2 separate regions of the Mus musculus genome follow, and region 2 is linked to region 1. The links are chromatin contacts, called in public Hi-C maps. All regions are on one chromosome and are shown on one strand. Each heading gives the region's core, a stretch centred on a gene start, on an enhancer-like site or on the middle of the called end of the contact. The rest is flanking DNA. Distances are from core to core; before and after follow the strand shown. Region 1 overlaps Ipcef1 (interaction protein for cytohesin exchange factors 1). Region 2 has its middle 25 kb from the start of Ipcef1.

Region 1 (4,318 bases), core at 1,225-3,724:
AGGCTTTGCAGCTGTAGTAGTTTTCAGCCTCAGCTAGCATGTACATTCTTGGGGACATGCATGGTAGCCTCTACCTCTGCTGCCGAGGCTTCTCTCTGTTCATGATCATAATGCACAATCCCCAAGGCAGTCGTCTCCTTCTGAGCCCTTGAGTGCTCAGTGCTTCTCCAGAAATGCACACCATCTTATGGATAGTAAAATGTAAACACAGGGATTAGGTCCTTATATATGGCTATGCTGCCAGAGCTTCATCCTCAGGTGTCTCCCTGTAGAACTCCATGTCCCTTGGGCCATGCTTTCTCCACACAGAATGGATGGTCAGTTGTGGTACATAAGGCATGCCTTCCCCAGGCTGGGAGCTTTTCTTCTACCACTGACTTACAAAGTCACCCATAGGTAAGGCTATAAGACAATACTCATCCATCATATAGTGAACCAACCATTAACAAATTAAGCTTAAGCATTTTTGTCCTCTGCCAAACAATGAGAAATGGCCCCATGAGATGCATGTGGGCCGACTTAGAGGTGAGTGTGCTGGAGTGGAAATTGACAGAGATGTTGGGGTCACCTTTTCAGTTTCCTTGCGCCCCCTTAGGTACTACACTGGCTGGATTGATGTCAAGTTGACACAAGCTAGAATCATCAGGGATAAGGAGCCTCAGGTGAGGAGATGCCTCCATGACATCCAGTTATAAGGCATTTTCTCAATTAGCAATCAGTGGTGAAGGGCCCAGTCCATTGTGGGTGGTGCCACCCCGGGCTAGTGTCACAAGTTCTTTAAGAAAGCAGGACATGCATGCTATGGGGAGCACGCCAGTAAGAAGCACCCTCCCATGACCTCTGCAACAGCCCTTGCCTCCAGGTTCCTGCCTTCTTTGAGTTCCTGTCCTGACTTCCTTCAATGATAAGTAGTGATATGGAACTGTAAGCAGAATAAACTCTTTCTTCCCCAACTTGCTTCTTATGGTCGTGGTGGTTCATCACAGCAATAGAAACCCTAACTAAGACAGGTATTTAAACCAATATTGAATGTATCATTTCCACTTTATAATGGAGTGCTTCTGAGCTACCTCAAATGGCTGTCTAGTAGTACCTACATCTTGAGAGTTAGTTCTGGCTACAAAGTTACCTGTGCCCCTGACTGGACACTCTGCCGGGGTTAAATGGCATGCCAGAAGCATTTTTTACCCACTCTTTCTTGATGTTGTGGCCTCACTCAGAGCCTTTGGAATCTGTACTATGGATCTTGTATTAAGATTGATTTCCAGTGAATCCATGCTGTGGCCTTCTGTACTGTGTACATCTCTCCTAGTGTAAGATGTGACACATGCACAGCTTGCTCCTGCCACACAACTCATTCTTGTCCAAAAGTAGAATACTTTCACATCATGTAAGGAAGTCAGAAAACTCTTCCATATAGATCTGCTGCCTTGAAAGCTTCTACAGGCCTCACCAAGCACAATGCATGCTTCTTGCTGGCAGAAAAGCAAGGCACAGTCACTGTCCCTTTACTTTTGAGTGATAGATCCTGACTTGCCCCACCCCCTGAACCTAAATACTTAGCTCTCATTCTCTGAAGTCATGTATCTAATCTTATTCTTTATATCATCAGCCTGATGACTAGAGTTCCTTATCTCGGCATACCTTATTATACTGGCAATTTCTTGATCAAGACTACAATTGGTGATAGCCTTGACCCTGGCCACTGTTTCCAAACTAGTTGCCATTACACTAATTCTGGCTCTTGCTTAGATTGTTAAGTGTGGCCTTCTGGCCTTTGCCACTATTCTAGGATACTATCATCCACATTGTTACTAACCAATGCAGATTCTTTATGTTCTTTAACATTCGTCTGTATTATAAGACTGGTGCTCACTTGAGAAAATACATCCAGATACAGCACTCCCTTGTGTCTATGTCCGTTTATCACCTTTTTTATCACCAACTCCATGCCCATCTATCTGGAACCCTAATTTCCCATGGATTGAGAGAGACTGACTGGGGCCAGTCCGTGGCAGGTTCTAACTCTTTTTTTCTTTTTTTGTTTTGTTTTGGTTTGGTTTTTGAGACAGGGTTTCTCTGTGTAACCCTGGCTGTCCTGGAACTTACTCTGTAGACCAGACTGGCCTCTCAGAAATCCACCTGTCTCTGTCTCCCAAGTGCTGGGAATAAAGGTGTGTGCCACCACTGTCCAGCTTGGTTCTAACTCTTAATCTGCATTTCAAAAAAAATAATTCTCTAAACAATGTAGGTAACCAATAATGTTAATGAAATAGACAAGTCAAATTTTGCAGACCTTTGACACATTTTAAAATAATCATGTTATTTTACAGTAAGTCTGTAAAATGAGAGACATTGAGAAAGACCACAAAGGTTAGTGTAGAAATAAGTCCCAGTATAAAGTTATCTTTTAAAAATCACAATTCTGAAATCTGTTATCTTCATTTTGACCACCAGAGGGCGAAATAATCCTTGTTGAAGATCAAAAACTCAGCTACAGGTTAGTGTTTTCATACTGTTTTGTGGGTGGTGGTTTGTCTGGTTTGGGGTTGTTTATTTTAGTCTTCAAGGAGGAAGAAATAATGGAAGGCAGAAAATGAACACAAGTAGTGTATTTTTTTTCCATACCATTTTACTAGACAGTTTGCATTTCATCTTTATCTTACAAGTCATCCTGGGGAACAGGGAACAGGGGAAATGAGGCATGCCTCGGTTTTCAGTTTCCTCAAAACAGAGAGATGACAATAACCAAAAGCACAATGACAGATAAGGTATCAACCCCACAGTAACATCTTGCCCCATACCATACATTGTTGAACCCCATCCCCATCATGCAACAGCAGAACATGTGTGACTTAAACCATGGTTTCTATTACAGGGTGTTAAATGTCTCCATGGGGCATGCTTCCCTTTGGACTAAAGCTAAAGAGACATCAATACAGAGCAACTAAGTTTCTTTACAACGAAGGAAATGGAGAAGTTTCTTTTTAAATGCAGGGTCTGATTTCCTGTGCTCCATGTGATATGGTGTGATTGAGAAGGTTTTTTTCCTGTGAATGGAACATCCCTTTGACCCATCCATTTCACAGAGATTAGAAAATCTAATTTGAGGGGAATTTACTATTATGGATGACAAAACCTTAAGCTGGCAGTAACCTACATCTTGGATTGAATTTCTTTTGTGGGTAAGTATACAGAAATGTTTGATGGAAAAGAGATTGGAAATCTTCTTTGTGTATCCTATTCTGTTAGTGGGAAGCAGAACTACATTCTAAACCTGCATTTGGGCTGAGTACCGCTTCAATATAATGTGACATTTGAACAGTCACTCTTTGTACCTAGATCATTTGTATCGCTGTTCCAAAATATTGTCTTTCTCTTTTTACAAGCAGCCTGTGTCCGTAAAGTTAAATATGGCTTACATCGGCAGAGTACCTCTCCTCAAAAGACTGAAAACTATTTTTCTTTTCCTTTGTTCCCTCTGTGTGACTATGTGGTCTGAACCCTCCCTGAGGGAATGAGCCTCATCACAAATCCGTGGCTCATTTCTAATCCCTAAGTCTCTGATACCTGACAGGACAGTTCGCATCTCAAAAGGAAAAATTAGAAAAATGAGCATTTTCCAGCTCTTTAAAAGACTTGTATCCTTTAGCTTTAAAGTCCTCACAGTGCTAACATAGTGTGTTTTATAGAACGGACTAAAAGAAACAACAATCAGGCCAAGCTCCAGTTCTCAGAAAACCCAGTGGCAAGGCAGCGGGACCTTTCGGGAGACACTGCTCACAGCAGTGCCTCTGGGGGTTCAGCAGAAGCCGCAGGAGCCAGGTGTGCAGAACCCAGAGTAATAGACACAGGGGCCAAGTCAGACCATTTGATCCCCCAGCAGGCTAAGCGGAGACAAGCATTCCTCCTCTGCAGAGGGGCTGACAGACCTGAAATTCAAACTCAGATTCCGGCTGTACCACTTGGGGCTTTGAGCCAGGCATTTCATTACACCCATAGTTCACAATCATCCCGATTAGCCTATGGGGTGGTAGGACGCAGGGAAGGGGGTTTGGAACATACAGTTAGCAAACTTCAAAGAGCTATGCAAATATAAGGCATGGGTTCACACTGAAAATATGACTCCAAACCTGACCTCTTTCTTGGCCTGTTGGAATCCTGCAACTGTTCGCTCCAGCATCTTTCTGGGACTCTGAATTTAACCTCAGATTAAAGCGATAGGGAAAGCTAAGAACTCTTATAAATGACAGACATCTTGCAAACAACAGAAAAACGTGCGACATATGTGTGTTAGCAACTTCTCAACTAGTGAGGG
Region 2 (4,318 bases), core at 494-2,993, 120 kb after region 1:
CAGAGAAGTAAAAGTGGAGCCAGCTGAGAAGAGGAGGTTCAGTGAGAAGGAGGAGGAGGCAAGAGAGGAAATGAGGGTGAACTCGGTCACTATGTCAATATCATATTGGAATTATTATACAAGCAATATATGTAAATAAAATCGTTTTAAAGTGTCCAATGCATTTTAAATACATGAAAACTATGTTTAAGTTTTCACATATGTAAAGATCAACACTAAGATTATGATTAGTTTTGAATTATTTCATTCTAGCAATGAACAACATTCATAGTTGTATTCCACAGTTACAGAGAAAAGGCTGCATCTATGTGGTTAAGGAACATGCACTCAACCAAGTTATCACTCCACTGTGTCCATGGCTACTGCACAAGATATCACTCCCCTGTGTCCATGGCTATTGCACAAGATATCACTCCACTGTGTCCATGGCTACTGCACAAGATATCACTCCACTGTGTCCATGGCTATTGCACAAGATATCACTCCACTGTGTCCATGGCTACTGCACAAGATATCACTCCACTGTGTCCATGGCTACTGCACAAGTTTGTAATATATTTGTGTTGTTAAATTATTCATGAACAATAATTGCAACAATAACTTACTCCAAATAAAATCAATTTCTGTAAATAATTATTCCACCAAAAATTCAATTAAATTTTATTTAAATGTTTATGCTGTAGCACAGATGTGAAAATTAGTAATAGTTGGCCAAGCCTGGACATATTATGTTCTAGGATAAAAATCCAGGAGGAAAAAGAATCATAATTTGAGTCTCAGGAGAAACTAAAATAATGTGAAATTTGTAAATCCTGATGGTAATTTTTTTTAATGATAGAACTCATCAAACCTTTGTGGTATTTGTTAAATACAACTACTGAGATTTACAGTGTTCTAGAACCCACATTTTTATATGTACTAGCTTATATGACAATTAGGGAACCTGGGTATCCACCAGGCTTCCAGGTTACTTCATATGTCCAATATTACACACATACACATGCATAAATATGTATGTATATACATACATATATATATATATATATATATATATATATATATATATATATATATATATACATACACACACGCATATATATATACCTAGTGCCCTAAACACATGGACTAGAGACAAACATATTTGTATCTGAATCTCAACTTCATCACTTGTTAAGTATACAAACTTGTAAACATCGTTAATTCATCTGATTAGGGGATACCCCACAAGTTAAACAATAATAATAACCAACTCACAGAGATTTTGTGAAAGCTAAATAAGACAGATTAGAGCAAGCACTCAGGCACAGCGAATGACCAGTAGGTGGGAGCAATTTCCTAGAATGGAAGCAATTATCTAGAAATAGGTTTGTTATACAAAACTACTCTTGCAAACGGAATGAATGCATACTTTGGAGGCTCAGGCAGGTGTGATAATGGGCTTCATAAGATGGAACTGCTCTCACACTCTGGGGCTGATTAAAATTCCTAGCTGGAGCTCCACACAACATTTTTGGAGCCTCATTGCTGATCTCAAGAGTACACTTTTCTTGGTTATACTGATGACAGTCATCTTCCTTAGAGAACTCCTTAAAACCCAACAACAGGCAGCAGAGCAAAACCAATGACATCATGTGCTTTTTTTTTTTTTTCAAAGTCTGTGACTTGAAAGACATTGCATTCCAGACATGTCTGCACCTGGTGAGTAGAAAGCATCATTCATTGTCAAATGAGTCCGAGAGTTAACCACAAAGAGGCTTTACTTACAAATACAAATGAAGAATCGTTCTAGTCTGCTTTTAGTGCAGACATCTTCCTTATACCAAGTGATACTACGTGTGTTCTAGCTGCTTTAGAAACTGCTAAGTCAGAAGTGTCCACTGTGAGCCCACATCATTTTGAAAAATAAAAGAGATCAAGACTATGGTTTGCAACAAACTCTGTATTTTTAAAGAAGGCTGGTGTGGTCTCTATTTTGTAAGAACTAAGAATAAAAGTTTTATTACATGGATTTGTAGATTCATAAGACCTAGCAGCAGTGTTTGATTAGAATGTTGATGTTTAACATGTAAAGGCTCATCACTTTAAAGTGACATGGAAACATTTGCTGCATAAACCTGATGACACAGTTCAATCATTAGATCCCATGGTGCATAGAGAGAACAGACATCTAATAGGTGGTCTCTGATCTCCACACAACTGCTGTGCACTCATGTGCCCAGACTCACACACCATATACATAAATACATGCACATACACATACATGAACATGTGTACACATGCACACACACACACCATATGCATGCACATACCCACGCACGCATATACCCACACCACATGCACACAGTACATATGCATGTACACCTGGTGAGTAGAAAGCATCATTCAACAACAAACCGTATGCACAAACATACATGCACACACATACACACATGCACACTCACACACAATATGCACACACACATACTTGGATACACATACACACAATGACAGTAAAAAAGTTCTAAAAAGATCATAACTGCGATTTAGAAATCATTTTCCAATTTAAATAAGATGAGGGCTAGGCTCACTCTCCTTTTCCTGAGCCTTAAGTGGAAATACCAAAATGAAGAACTGATACTTCTAAAAAGCAGATTAACTCATAACCCATTTACCCTCTGAAGTCGCAATGCTAGTTTTGATAAGGCATTAGAATAGCAATTGGCAGATTTATAGAAAGTAGAGGAATATAGGTAAATGCAATATCCTTGTTAACCCAGAAACCAGAAGAAACATGGCACCAGCAGTCCTTCCTCCTTAAGGTGTAAGACTCAGTCATCAAAACCATGCAGTTACTAGAGCAGAGACCATTCCCCTTGACTGACACCAGGAGCATTTGGTCAGCAGGTACGTGCTGTTGATGGGCCATCACAGTGGCACCATAGAAAGCAAAGAGAGCACTCATCTTGCCTCCTGTGTAAAAGCATGGGACATGAAATAATCCATTTGTTTTGCCAATTAACATGAAATTTCTCCTGTCATGCCAGAGCAGATGAAGAAAGCAAACAGATAGTGACCTGCCATTAGGATGTGACATGTCCTAATGGATATGTGCGGGTGCAGGGCATTTGGGATTCATTCTCCAGGAAACTGATAGAAACCAAAGCAGCTTTATACAAATAATTTCCTTTTTCTTTTTTTCTGGATTTTAATTTCAGTCCTGTCAGTCCAACTATCAACTCGTTTTTCTTACTTCAGAAAATTCTCCATTTTTGTTTTTTTCTCTTCTACTCCCTTTGCAAAGCATTCGTTTCCATTCTTTCCCCTGTGATGAGGAATTGACAGATGGGTAGGAGAATCGCGGGCTTTTTTATAAAACAGAAAAACTGTGATGCTTAAAATTACTTGATGTTCAACACCATTAGCATCCTGGAATACATCATCTGAAGAGGATTGACAGGCTCCTTCCTGCCTTCTCCATGTGTTCTCTCACACGTACTGTCAGCCCTAACAATCAAGGCTCCAGCACACAGATCTCACATACGTGAGTGAGAGAAATCCCTGCCCACAGTCAGTGTCAAAATTTGTTCCCTGCAGACCATGTCACCAGAGCAACAGCAAAGTAGCTAGCTGAAAGGGATCCCGAACAAGCCCCCTCTGTTGTCTCCTGAAAAGTTCTACCAATACCTAGCACAAATAACTGTTGGCCATGGTCTTCTGGGAGCCATGAGGCTCCCCTGGGTTGCTCAGCTACAGGCATTTCTTGCTTTTTTCTGCAGGCTTCCAGAACTCAAAGGTTAAAGTCTATACCTACATAGCATACACATAGGCTGGAACAACAAGGTACCTGTCACTGATTGCACCCCAGCAGAAGCTTCTGCTACTCCCCAGTGTTGAAACCTGGTCAACCCTTTCACTGGTGTGTGGGGCACACCAGTACCCTAGTGGGTATACATACTCAATTCTGCAATTACTCACATAAACAATCCCTAAAAAGAATATGTATATACCAGCCTTAGACCACATGCATATATACATTCTAACGCACACAAACATACCCTACTGGAACTCCTTGTTCACTAATGCATACAACCTGTAGGTAACTTCGCATTCTCTTTGCTAGCTCCAGATCCAAGGGACTCTCGGAACTTGTCACAATAAACTCCAAACTTACTGTGTGTTGAAGTCCAAAAGAGAGGTGGGGACTTAAGACGTGTCTTTAAAGGTTTATATTTGGCCTATGCTCTGCATTGCATAAGAAATAGAGCTCAAAACCATGGCAAGGTCACAGAAAGCACTGTCCAAAAACAAGTGACCATTTCTTAGTACCACTAAAGACTCT

What was found. Hi-C and Micro-C count contacts between places; a contact is called where the count stands out from the background.
Region 2: a contact with region 1 is called in a Hi-C map of regulatory T cells, with 4 times the contacts expected there. The contact joins two enhancer-like sites. A contact is called at or near these places in 4 of 39 promoter capture datasets (the 3T3-L1 cell line, the C10 cell line, hippocampal neurons and 1 more), 3 of 15 datasets of contacts at CTCF or cohesin (hippocampal excitatory neurons, large pre-B cells and pro-B cells), 101 of 484 Hi-C or Micro-C datasets (the 63-12 cell line, the AML12 cell line, B cells and 61 more), 8 of 115 datasets of contacts at active chromatin or transcription factors (the 230-238 cell line, bone marrow-derived dendritic cells, embryonic stem cells and 5 more) and 3 of 9 other capture datasets (adipose tissue, liver and pancreatic islet).

Annotation. Positions count from the first base shown.
Region 1 is chr10:6,883,182-6,887,499 of GRCm38.p6, forward strand. It overlaps Ipcef1 (interaction protein for cytohesin exchange factors 1), which reads right to left. Exons shown (of 9, transcript NM_001170800.1): 9 at 3,184-4,318. It also overlaps a transcript of Oprm1 not described here. Among named protein-coding and RNA genes, the nearest start is that of Ipcef1, 95 kb to the right of the region's middle. Within about 2 kb of position 2,475, at least 4 of the 459 cell types and tissues checked have an H3K27ac peak or open chromatin away from gene starts, as enhancers often do. A contact at or near this core is called in CD8 T cells and regulatory T cells, where this site is marked.
Region 2 is chr10:7,003,673-7,007,990 of GRCm38.p6, forward strand. It overlaps a transcript of Oprm1 not described here and a transcript of Ipcef1 not described here. Among named protein-coding and RNA genes, the nearest start is that of Ipcef1, 25 kb to the left of the region's middle. Within about 2 kb of position 1,744, at least 9 of the 459 cell types and tissues checked have an H3K27ac peak or open chromatin away from gene starts, as enhancers often do. A contact at or near this core is called in CD8 T cells and regulatory T cells, where this site is marked.